Linked DNA regions of Zea mays: region 1 is linked to region 2. Evidence: chromatin contacts called from public Hi-C data. All regions are on one chromosome and are shown on one strand. The core of a region is the stretch at or near the end of the contact, and the rest is flanking DNA. Distances in the headings are between cores, read along the strand shown. Region 1 holds the start of LOC103644602. Region 2 holds the start of LOC100283964.

Region 1 (6,042 bases), core at 1,612-4,111, 160 kb before region 2:
TTTCCCAGCCACGGTGAGGTGTGGCGAGACTGCAAGACGGGGCATGGGGAGGGAGCACATGCGGCAGAGGCAGATTGATCTGGCCAATGAGCAAGAGAGGAGGCGGAGGAAATGGTGAGGAGGGAGAACCTACTGCAAGTCTGCAACTGAATAGTGGGAGAGGAGGCGGAGGAAATGGGGAGGAGGCGTGACGCACGGATGGACGGTGCTGATTTGATGGATATAGATGGACGGTCCAGATTGGCTTGAGGCAGAACCAGGTGGAGGCAGGCTACCCCTTACAACCTTAATATAGTAGTATAGATATATCCTTATCCTCTTTTGTATTATGTGCACTTAAAAAAGACAGTAAAATTTACATGAAATTCAAAAGCAATCAATTCAAATATAGAGGATGTATGCTAGTGAGAAAAATGCTAAAAAGAAGAATCCATTTGAATAACTTCAGTTCATCCAAGAGATCTCCTTTAAGTATAGCTAGACACAAGCAAAATACCAACACAAAACTATACATTGCTATCTGAAACAAAAATAATATCCCACAAATCAAAACCAATAACACACGCAAAAGGAACTGGCTATGCTCCGGAAGGCAAATTAGTCATGGGACTTCAATGTTTTTGTAGGTTCTAGCAGTCCAATAAAAAAGCACTGAACCAACAAATAAGAATACATACATCAGAATATCATATAAACAAGAGAAGACAAGATAGCTGCTTACGTTTTTGTTCATCCAAATTTGGAGGAGTTGAGCTTGTCCTGGCAGGAAATTGCTGTACAAAATTGTATAGATGTAATGTAAGTAGAAAGCAAAAGGTAATTGCTAATACAGAGAGCTACATGACCCAAGCTGGAGAAAAAAAATAGATAACAAAATCATACCGGTAGCCCATTCATATTTATACTACCAAACTGAAAGTTAAACCCCTTTGATGTTTCTCCTGAAAAGAAATAGACAACAAGAAGAAGGTGGTTAATGATGCAGTATAACCTATCTAAAATATGGTTTGAATAGCCAGAGAGAAGAAGGTGTACAATGCCACCATAAATGGTAAAAATGCACATGCAAGTAAGGCAAACCTTGCGATCCTCCCTGAGGAAGGGCTGTGTTAGAGTTTTTTGGTAGAGCCCTTGGAGCAGCATGTGTAGCTTTCGGTAATGGTAACAGCGGATTAGCCGGTTTCTCGCTGGCAGACAATGAAGATGACACATGTGGATCTGGTGAATAAAAAAACATGTGCAATCAAATGAAGGAACACATCACGTTTATCAATCCAAACAGCACCATTCCAAACACAGTACAATATAGCGGAACAAAACACCTCACTCACCCTGGTGCTGTAGCCATGATGCGGAGACAGGAACATGCATGGCTGCATTCTGAGGCGCAGGTGGCGAGCGCGCAGGAGTTTGGAGGAGGCCAGGCGCTGGTGCAGGCTGGAAGCCAGTGGTGTCAGGCTGGTTCACCACCCTCTGGTGTCTGCCGTGGCCATTGCCAGGCTTTCTAATGCTGCAATCAAGATCCAAAGTTCTCATCAAAACCCTATCAACCCTGGCGAGATCAACCAATCATGCGAGGCAGAGGCAGAGGGCAATCAGAATCCAACCTCTGATAAATTGTTGTAATCAGGGGCTGCATACACTGAACACTGAAGCACACAGGAAAAAAGAGATGAGAAAAAACAAGGTCCTGTATTAAAATTAAACATGCTACGGTGACTGTCGTTGCATCAGTGTAGCTTATTTGTCTGCAGTTGCGGTTTTTTGTCGCTGTAATCAGGGGCAGTTATTTACCTGCGGTTGGATGAGAGAGGAGGCTGGCCTGAGGAGCCCGCGCCGCCCTTGCCTGCGCCACCGACTCCGCCTCCACGGTGGCCGCCGAAGCTGCTGGACCGGCTAGGTCTCCTAGCGTGCCCCTCGCCCCTGTCCTCTCGCTCGGACATAAATCCACTTCTCTCCAATCAAAACGACTAAGCCAAATTTACCTGCAGTTGGATGAGAGAGGAGGCTGGCCTGAGGAGCCCGCGCCACTGGTTCCATATGCAAAGAGCTATCAGGAGTATGGTCGGAAAAAAAAACTTGCTTTCTCAGAGACTTTGTTGCTGCTGCCATTCAGTAGCTCTGGTGCCATCCATGGAAGAGTGCCACAGACACCACCAGAAACCTGAGTGTTGCGCTTGATCCTTGACAACCCAAAGTCTCCAACCTAAGAATTAGCAAAGAATTATTAGTGTAACAGTTCAAACAACATGAGAGTCATGGCCGCGTCAGCGCCTGCCTTAATCTGAATAGCAGCGTCAGCGCCCGCCTTGCATTCTCCTTGGCACCCTTGGAACACATTAAAGGTCTGGTTGCGTAATAATTGCTTTAGGTTCGTAATTGGTGCTCCACAACCTTGGAACACATTAAAGGTGCGAAAAGAAAGCAAACCAAGTTCCATATGTGCAATAGTAGAGAAAAGTACAGTACAGGCAAAAGCAATTCAGGAAGCAAATAGGGGAATGAATTAACCTCACAAGCCCTTCGTTCAGTATGTCTACCTCACAGTCACTCCAATCGGAAGGAGAACCAGTGACATACTTATACTTGGGCGTCCCAGTGCCACGGAACGCATCCCCCGACGAGTTCCTTGATGGGGCAACCCCCGGTGCGTTGCCGACGACCCCTGTGTTTGGGGAGAGGAACAGCCCGGCGTTGCCACTGCCCCCACTCACACTCCCCGGGGCCATGACCATGCCACCGGTAGCGTCGTCGCCGCCGTCGATGCCGACATCGTTGTTGGACTGGAACGAGAGCATGTGATGGTTGTACAGCGAGGCGGTGATCCCCTGGTGAAACCCCATGGTGGAGTCAGCTGCCATCGCACCAAGAGCAGCTGAAAAATCACCGGACCGATCTACCTGCCCATAAAACCACAGACTATTATACAAAGTGTTGCAGCAATGCACAAATGAAAAATCACTGGACCGATGCGCTCCGCCTCGCCGGTGGCCAGCCCCAACCCCAGCACGCGGCCGAGGAGCACCGTCAGGGGGCTGGGGGAAGCAGCGTGCTGAAGCTCCAGCTCGGCTCGCGGGAAGGCTCTGTGGCCCCAACGGACGCCAACCCGACGCCTCCCACGGCGTCGCTGTCACCGTCCCCGCCTGCTTCGGGGCAGGACCCGGTGGTCAGGTCGAGCAAGCGGTGGAGGAGACTGCTACTGCGGTGGCGGTGGCCATGAGGGGGCGTCGGGACGCGAAGTAGCCGAAGAGGAGGCAGGAAGCCAGAGGGAGCAATGTGCTTTGGAGATGCAGGCGGAGTATTTGAGCCGTGATGGAGCAAATGGGGAGGAGTCCATTGGGGACTGGGGGCTTTGGAAGCTCCGCGAGGACGGCGCGACGGGCGGAGCGCAGGAGGCGAGGAAGAGGACGAGGAGGAACGCAGGGGAGGGATTTGCAGTGGGGAGGGGGCGCGGGTCATGCGGCCGCCATTGCCGCGGTCGGGGGGGTGGGGGGGAGGGGAGCACGTGCAGAGAGGAGGGCGCCCGCCAGCGACCGGCGCGTCTGGTACTCGTCCATAGGCGGGCGCGGGCCGCACACTCCGGCCAGGGGTTCGAGTTCAGGTGGCGACGGGCGGCGGCGGTCGCGGGCGCATGCGGATTCGGACCAGATGGATTGCCCTAGCCTTGTATCGGCTCCGAGCGATGGGCGGGCGAGGGCAAGCCAGGCGAATTGGTTGCGCGTGGGCGGAGGCGGGGGCACGCGCAGAGGGGGGAGGCGGGGGCACGCGAGACGGTCTACACTATCGTCTTAATAGTTAGTAGAGATGAAGTCTAGCTTACCTTGCCTAGTCGACGTGACAAAACCGCTCACGGGTAAACAAATGGTTTTACAGGTTGAGAGAGGTTAAAAATATGGTTTTATAACGGACTACCTAAAAAAAGGTGACTGTGTTGAAACTTGAAAAGTATCTGAGGGATCATACACTATCGTATCACGTTTTGAAAAAAAAAACTAAATACCACGTCAGGGTACTAGACTACTAGGTACGGACCCAGCAATTTCATGAGAACATAGAACGGCAACAATAAAAAGTGTTTGGTTTAAAGTGGTGCATTATAAATCTATTCTTCAAATTTAGTAAAAATGACTTTATTCCTCATGTTAGTACTAACTAACTATAAAAAATGAAGCGGTAGTGTATTAACTCATTCTTTTCATAAACTAAATAAAAAATAGACTAACATATTTCTCAAACCAAACATCCTAAAAGTGAGTGGGGGCAGCTCCTCTTGTCCCCGGTAGATTTCAATCGCCAGATCAAACAAAGCCAGCATCGCAGAAGGCTCTCACCATGTCTTTTTGTTGTTTCACTATCTGTGTAATAATATCAAAACTTAAACTCGTTTATGAGCTGTAAACTTATAACCAGCTTCCACACAAGAACCAATAAACATTATAAGAGACAAGTAATATTCTATATTAATACTGAAAAGCTAAATAGACTAAAGATTCTTATAGACACCAGTTGACTTTATTATAAACTTACTAAGAGCACATCATTTAAACGAAATAAACTCTTCTACTTTTACTATAATAATGTACAAATTATTTACGTATTCTAAAAAAACTAAATACCACGTCTTCAGAGTTTAGACTTGAGATCTGTCCAGACCTTTTATTGGTTTGTCGCTAGCATGTACAGCATGTCTCAATGAAAGTGCTATCGCAGATGCTTCTCGACATACCGACGAAGAGGTGATACAGCGTCAAGCATTGTGGCCTGTCCGAGAAGAGAGGCCGCGTGCGAGGAGGCCAAGCCCACAAGTAGCATACGCGTTCGCCGGCCCAAGGTTCGTTTGGGAGGGCCTAGATTGCCCAAAAACAAATCTAGCACTGCTTTTTTCCCTCTGAAAATCAGCTTTTTATAGAGTTAAAGTCATTTCGCAAATTGTTTGGTAGAAATGACTTATCATAAATCCACTCATTTCCCCGTATTAAAGTGTCAGAGCCAGAGCCAATAAAATTATTATTTATGACTTTTTCTCCGTAGTATAAAAAATGACTCTGGCTTTTAGATACTTTTCATAGTAAGCCGTTTAAAAAAGTATTTGACAGGGCTCTGACTTTTTCTAGAGAAAAGTCAGAGCCTAGGCCCTGTCAAATGGGCTCTAATCATAGGCACGGAGAGGAAGGAGGAACCACATGTAAAACATAATTGTGAATTGCCACTATTTAGCTTGGACTTTAAATTGTGATTCAAATGTAGTTGTAATTTAACACTTGAACTTTTTATCAGCTTGCGTAACGGAAAGGCTCACTGGATATGCAAAACGAGGTTGCGTGAGCTGGTGAGAGGTTTACTGTTAAATATGCAACCACAATCTAGAAACACACAAGCACGCTTATACAAAAGGCTTGCTTGGACAACGGTTATTGTATCTACTACTCCCTAACCTAGGGTGGACGGTCCAGTATGGCTTGGGAAATACTTTGACCAAGCCTAAGAAGAGATCGACAATGAAAAATCATAATCCTTAACCCATGCTCTCTGCTCCCCGTATCCATCGAGCGAGCCGCCTACACTGCGCCTCCGCTAGATGCCTAGCTCCATTGCCCCATGCCCCCCGCCCCTGTTCGTGGCTCGCCTCTACCGAGTCACCGACGCAGCTTTTGAGAACGCCCAACCGAGCTCCGCCACTGCCACCAATGATTGTGATTTAGAACCATTTGGTTATGAGTTCTTTACCCAAACGTTCATGTTACATGAAGAAATCGTGGTATGAACCCTCACATCTCGTTCTCTGTATGTCTGAGTGCATATGACATGTGCACATCTTGTATCTAATTGAGTTGTTTGATGCAACCTGGACTGTATCATAATGTATGATATATGCCTTTGTAAGGACATTTTGTTGCATTTACATTTGGTCTATTTTCTCTTTACAATGTTTTTGTTCCACAAGCAGGATTTAAAGGCCCAAATCATTGCAATTCACTTGGAAGTTGGGACGCTTAAGTGGATGAATATATTTGGGGTGAAAAATAGAGACACTCTCACTCA
Region 2 (5,700 bases), core at 2,948-5,447:
CTAATGAGGTCCAAATGCGGGATTAAGATTCTCTAATCACCTCACTAGGCTTTTGGTGCTTGCAATGCTCTACCAATGTGCAGGAATAAATGTGGGCAGCAAGACATTGAATATGGTGGGTGGAGGGGGTATAAATAGCCCTCACCCACCAACTAGTTGTTACCAGCACTGTTCTGCGCATGGGCGCACCGGACAGTCTGGTGCGCCACCGGTGCGCCAACGGTGCACCAACGGTGCGCCACCGGTGCTCCAACGGTCGACTCCAACGGCTAGTTCTAACAGCTAGCCGTTGGGCAGATGGCACACCGAACAGTGAACAGTCACTGTCTGGTGCACACCGGACGGTCCGGTGCGCTGTCCAATGCGCCACTAAAATTCAACTCGTGAACCTTGCGCTCTCGGGTTTTTGCGTGGGGAAACCCTTCCCCTGGCCAACCTGGGCCCACCTGACAGAGGGCGCACCGGACAGTCCGGTGCCCCAAGGCCAGAAACCCTATCTTCTATTTTCTGCTGTTTTTCAAATCGGTTTTCGTTCTAACTTGTGAGTATGTTCTAGAGTGTCACCTAGCGCTATATGTGAGTGTGAATATGCACCAACACTACACTAGAACTCTCTTGGTCAAACTACTCATCTACAACCCCTCTTTATAGTACGGCTAAAACAAAATAAAAGACATAACTATATCTCGAGTGTCCGCAACTCCTTGACACTCGGACTACGTAGACCTTCACTTTTTGTTTCGTCTCTTTAGCCGTCGCTTCGAGTTCTTATCTCCGGGATTGTTTTCACCGTTGTAGTACTTCTACCTGTAATGCGACCTAACTTACCATTCGTCTCTGCAAAACACACGTTAGTCACATATAACATTACATTGTCATTAATCACTAAAACCAACCAGGGGCCTAGATGCTTTCACTTTGATCATCAAAGGTGTCGGTAGCGTAAACCGCTGATGACTGGAAGTATGGATGTTCTGTCTGAACCAGTATAAATCTTGCGCCCACCACGCACACGTCCGGAGCCCGGAACACGCACAACAAATTTACTTGTCGGAGTGAGGTTTGAAACACCGACATCTACAATAGAGTGATTATCAGCCATCTTATAATCATGAAAGCTCTCCATGACATACATGTCACTGCCAACATCCAATGCACTATACTTAGTAGTAAGTGCATCTCCCAACTCCTTCCCGTCTGTGTATTGTATATTCGCATTAACCAAACAGTCAACAGGGACGCTAAGAATTGCTCCCGTAAAGATAGTATTGACATCGTCATATTTTTCTCCTCTTGGGAGTCAGTACACCTGATGTTTGCCTTTACTAACATGAAACACATTTATAACAGTAAGACAGAGCGTGACCTTGGCTTGCCACCTCTTGAAGTGCATACCAAAGAATTTTTCTGGCTTCAACGCGTCGGCAAAACTAGCCATAGTTAAACCAGGAAATTGTCTACAATAAGATTTTTGGATTGTTGATAAATTAGACATATTGTATATTAAATTTCGAATATAAATCATAACCAACAATAAATAGTCTAGGTGTATGTTTCACAACAAGTAACCTAACAGATTACCTAACAACATAATTATAAAAATACAGCACATCTCTACCATAATAAATGAACCGGAGTATGATGTCAAATCAGATGATATGTACTGATCAGACATACTGGTAAACGACATGGGTCGAAGCAGTAAGGTCGACGACGTCGAAGCAGTAGAGTCAACGAGAAGAACCCGAGCAGTCGTTCCCAAAAACTTTATTCGCCCTCTCCCCGTGCAGGATCTCGAATGTGACAGGTTCTGAAGACCTGCTCTCCTGATCGCAGATACACGTCGGTACTCGGGATGAAGAAAACCACAACGGCGACACAGCAGTAAGCAGAGTCAAAAAAAACTAACACGTGGTTGGGATGAGATAGTCTCTAGCAAGGGCTAGCATACATCTTATATAGGACCACGTCTACGAAGCGACAAACTCACGATCTGATTTGATCGTGATCCGATAAGGTCGCGATGGGATAGCTAACTCCCTCGTTATATGTGGGCTTTTATGATTTTTCTAAGATTTAATTAAATTTCTTAGTTAGGTCAAGTCTGTAAATCCAACATCTGCATGAACTGTGGAATTTTCTTTTCGCAAAAGAAAGTGGCGTGTAAGCCAAACAATGTTGATCTTGAACCTCTTTCTCAGCGAAGATAAAAAGCACCTGGCAAAGGCCAAGTGATAGGATAGGAACTTGCACGCTGCTCTGGAAAACGTCGCTTGCTTTCATTCCTATCTGTCCGTTCTTTTTGTTGTAGTAAATAAATGAAAAGAAAACTTCTACCGGGGTAAAAATTGAAGTGGTAACATCAACAATTGCCTGGCGCGAGTAAAAGGAGCGCGCGGTGTGCAAGGGAAACTGCAACTGCAACATGGACTGCTGGCGTTTCGATTCTAGCTGCCGCACCGTATATTCCAAAGCGTACGTCGCTTCGCTTATGCCTTTGAGCCTTTCCCGATTTCGTCGTCGTCTTTTTCGCGTCCTCGCGTCGCCGTCTCTGACCCCAGCTGTGATCCGTGCTGGCAATGGCAAATGGAGGGGCGCGGTTGTTGGTGGCCGATGGGATTGTGAGCGCCACTTGCACTTGCACCTCACTCCCTTTCGACGTGATCCTCTTCCGTTCGATGAATCTGATGAAATCCACACTAGCGCCAAAGTGTCACCGGGCCTAAGAGTATCTCCAAAAGTTTACCAGAAGTCTCTCCTAAATCAAATTTTTTTGGAAAAAAAACATAAAAACGTGTCTACAACAGTTTTCCTAAAACGTTTATAACCTTTTCATAGCCCTTAAAACTCCTTCATTTTTGGGCTCCCTAAAAATAATTTGTCGTTTTAAGGAATCTGTTGAATAAGGGATTAAAATCTACCCCACTAATTTTTTAGATACCCCTTAAAACTGATTTTGATGAGTCATTTTCTAGAGAGCTGTTGATATGCTCTAACGTGCCTATTTCCTCGTGGACGAAAGATGGGACCTTGACGCAATAGAAATATAGAATTTGACAGGTGTCTGGTAGTCAAAGTCCCAATTCGAGAGAGCCACTTTTAACAGAACTAACAAAGTGTGTTACAGCTCTTTCTATTTATTAAATATAGAATATAAAATATAAAAATGTATGTATTTTGTTGGCGAAGTGAGTGTGGATATGGGTTTAGAGTTGACAACCATGGTTTAAATCCTCATTTATATAAAAGTTTAGTTTTTTATCATTTAAATTTTGGGAGCACGACGATAGCGAAAAACGTGAAAATTGTGCTTTATATAGTAGAAGAAGATATCATAAAAGTACACTCTCTCTATATAAAAAACACAATTCTAACATAGCATCATATTTTAAATTTAACCAATTATATTAATAAAATACCATGAGCCAATTAATTTTAGTTTGACTAGATTTATAAAAATAATATAAACATATTATATATCTATAAATGTGTTTACTATAAAATATATATATATATATATATTGCATAACTGATCTAATAATACATATTCGGTATTTTATATTACCAATTCTAATTTTTAGATAAACTAAATTTAAATTTTAGTTTTTATCAGGTACAAGGATGTCACGAATACAATCACGCGCGCACACATTTGTGCGCATCCAATACAAATATTAGAAAGACATTGAGAGGCCTAGACCTCTAGTACGTGCGACACACGCAATACTACTAAACATGCACACGTGTATATACTAAACCGGGAAAATCTTTAAGTGCTTGTTCGTTTTGCTCTCAAGATTGAGTAGGTTTAAATTCTAAATAAATCAAAATATTTTATAATTTTATAATACACATAGAATATAAATAACCGAACAAGTTCTAATGTGAGGTATAGTGTGGATCCTAGGATCGAACCTACGCCGGGCCGTTCGCTCATCTGCCAACGCGCCATACTGAAAATGCGAGGCGTTTTTTTTGGATGGAGGCGATGAACACGGTTTTAAAAAAGAGAATCGTTGATGCAGAATGGACCCGATCGTTACACATATCATTTAGGGCTATAAACCTAGTTAAAACTTCAAGACAACGGCCGTCTATGACCTAACTAAACAAGCCCATTGAGTACCTAAACCCGACGAAAACGCAAGCCTTAGAAAGCCCAGTAACCCGTCTTTGCCTAGGTTGTCCTGAAACCATCAAGCCCATTTTCTCGGCCTGCCTCGCGCAACTCGTCCCAGCACACCGCTGTGGCGCTGTCGTCCTCGCTCACCTCGTCCGTCCTCGTGAGCTCCGCCTGCCCTCCATCTGGACAGCTCCAGCCTCCAGCCATCTCCCCCCACCTGTACACAGTTACAAAGCTTGGCACTTCGCAGTTCGCACTCGCATGCTCTTCGCCCCTCGCGCTTACCGCTGCCGCGCCTCCCGACTTGCCGCCTCCGCCTAGCTCCGGGCTCTCCAATGGCCTCCATGCTCGCCATCCTCAGGCCCTCCGCGCCGGCCCCGCTCGCGGGGCGCCGGGCCAGGGCTGCCGCGCCGGCGACCGCGAGGGTGGCGCTATCTTCCAGATCTAGGTATTCGTCGGTCAGGGTGTCGCTCGGCTCCGAGGTTGCAGTGGGCGCCGACGCGCTCTTCGCCGACTATAAGCCCACCACCGCTTTCCTCTTCCCCGGCCAGGTACGCTGAGGCCCTCTTTTTTGCAAATTGCGGGCCGTGTGCACGCGCGTGGATTACCCACATGAGTAAATTCTGTGAATGGTCGCCATTATACGATGGTTTACGCAAGTAGAATGTCTTGACTTCGGAATTGAAGCCGGCAATAATGGTCACCTTTTTGCACGTTTCAGTAAACGTACATCAAATTTGGCAACAAAGGTTTAAGGTGTGATAGTTAGATACTTAGGGATACTCCCTCCGTACACAAATGTTGGTCATTCTCATTTTTCGAGGAGTCAATCATTTTTAACTTTGACCACAGTTATATAAGAAAATATTAATATTTATAGTATAGGAGTTTTATAGGAATTAGTTCAAAAACACAGGAAAAATGCAGGATTCAATAAATAATCCGAGCAAGAGACGTTACTTCACCGAGATACGTCTTTTGTATTTTTTACACTTATCCCCTTAGATACATTTATGTGGGTTGTACATGCCCGGTTGTGTCAAGAGTTTCTGTCGATTTATAATCTGGTGCTTTAGTGTGCTGTAATTGCATAATTCTAAAATAAATACCTCCACCGTTCTCCAATTAAATAATGACTTTTGAGTTATGGTTATGCCGACATCATTATGCCTATCCCCTACCCCACTGTCCATTTATTGCTGGATGCTTTGATTTCAGGGTGCCCAAACCGTTGGAATGGGGGCAGAAGCTCAGAGTGTTCCAGCAGCTACCAAATTGTTCAACCAGGCAAATGAAATCCTTGGGTATCTTCAAACCTCTATTAGTATATACACGTTTTTTTCATCTCTCCTGCTTTTGCAGTACTTATTTATAGTCCACAAGCGATCATCTTTCCAAAGAGTAGTGGTTACGCTAAAACTTTCCTTTGTACTGGTTAATCTAGATATGACTTGCTGGATCTTTGCACCAATGGACCAAAAGAAAAGCTTGACTCAACAATGATCAGTCAGGTAAGTAGATTTCTGAGTCCCAAGTAATTTTCACCAGTGGTGACATGCATAGTTAATTAACTTAAT

What was found. Hi-C and Micro-C count contacts between places; a contact is called where the count stands out from the background.
Region 1: a contact with region 2 is called in a Hi-C map of ear, with 4 times the contacts expected there. The contact joins the promoter of LOC103644602 here to the promoter of LOC100283964 in region 2. A contact is called at or near these places in 6 of 25 Hi-C or Micro-C datasets (bundle sheath, ear, leaf and 1 more).

What each region holds. Positions count from the first base shown.
Region 1 is chr1:46,138,405-46,144,446 of Zm-B73-REFERENCE-NAM-5.0, reverse strand. It overlaps LOC103644602, which reads right to left and starts at 2,861. Exons shown (of 1, transcript XM_020547121.1): 1 at 2,350-2,861. The coding sequence starts at 2,861. The coding sequence ends at 2,406. It overlaps LOC103634515 (a long non-coding RNA gene), which reads right to left and starts at 1,209. Exons shown (of 3, transcript XR_556713.2): 1 at 1,081-1,209; 2 at 883-941; 3 at 715-773.
Region 2 is chr1:45,978,009-45,983,708 of Zm-B73-REFERENCE-NAM-5.0, reverse strand. LOC100283964 reads left to right here and starts at 4,197. Exons shown (of 10, transcript NM_001156862.2): 1 at 4,197-4,674; 2 at 5,342-5,427; 3 at 5,568-5,634. The coding sequence starts at 4,459.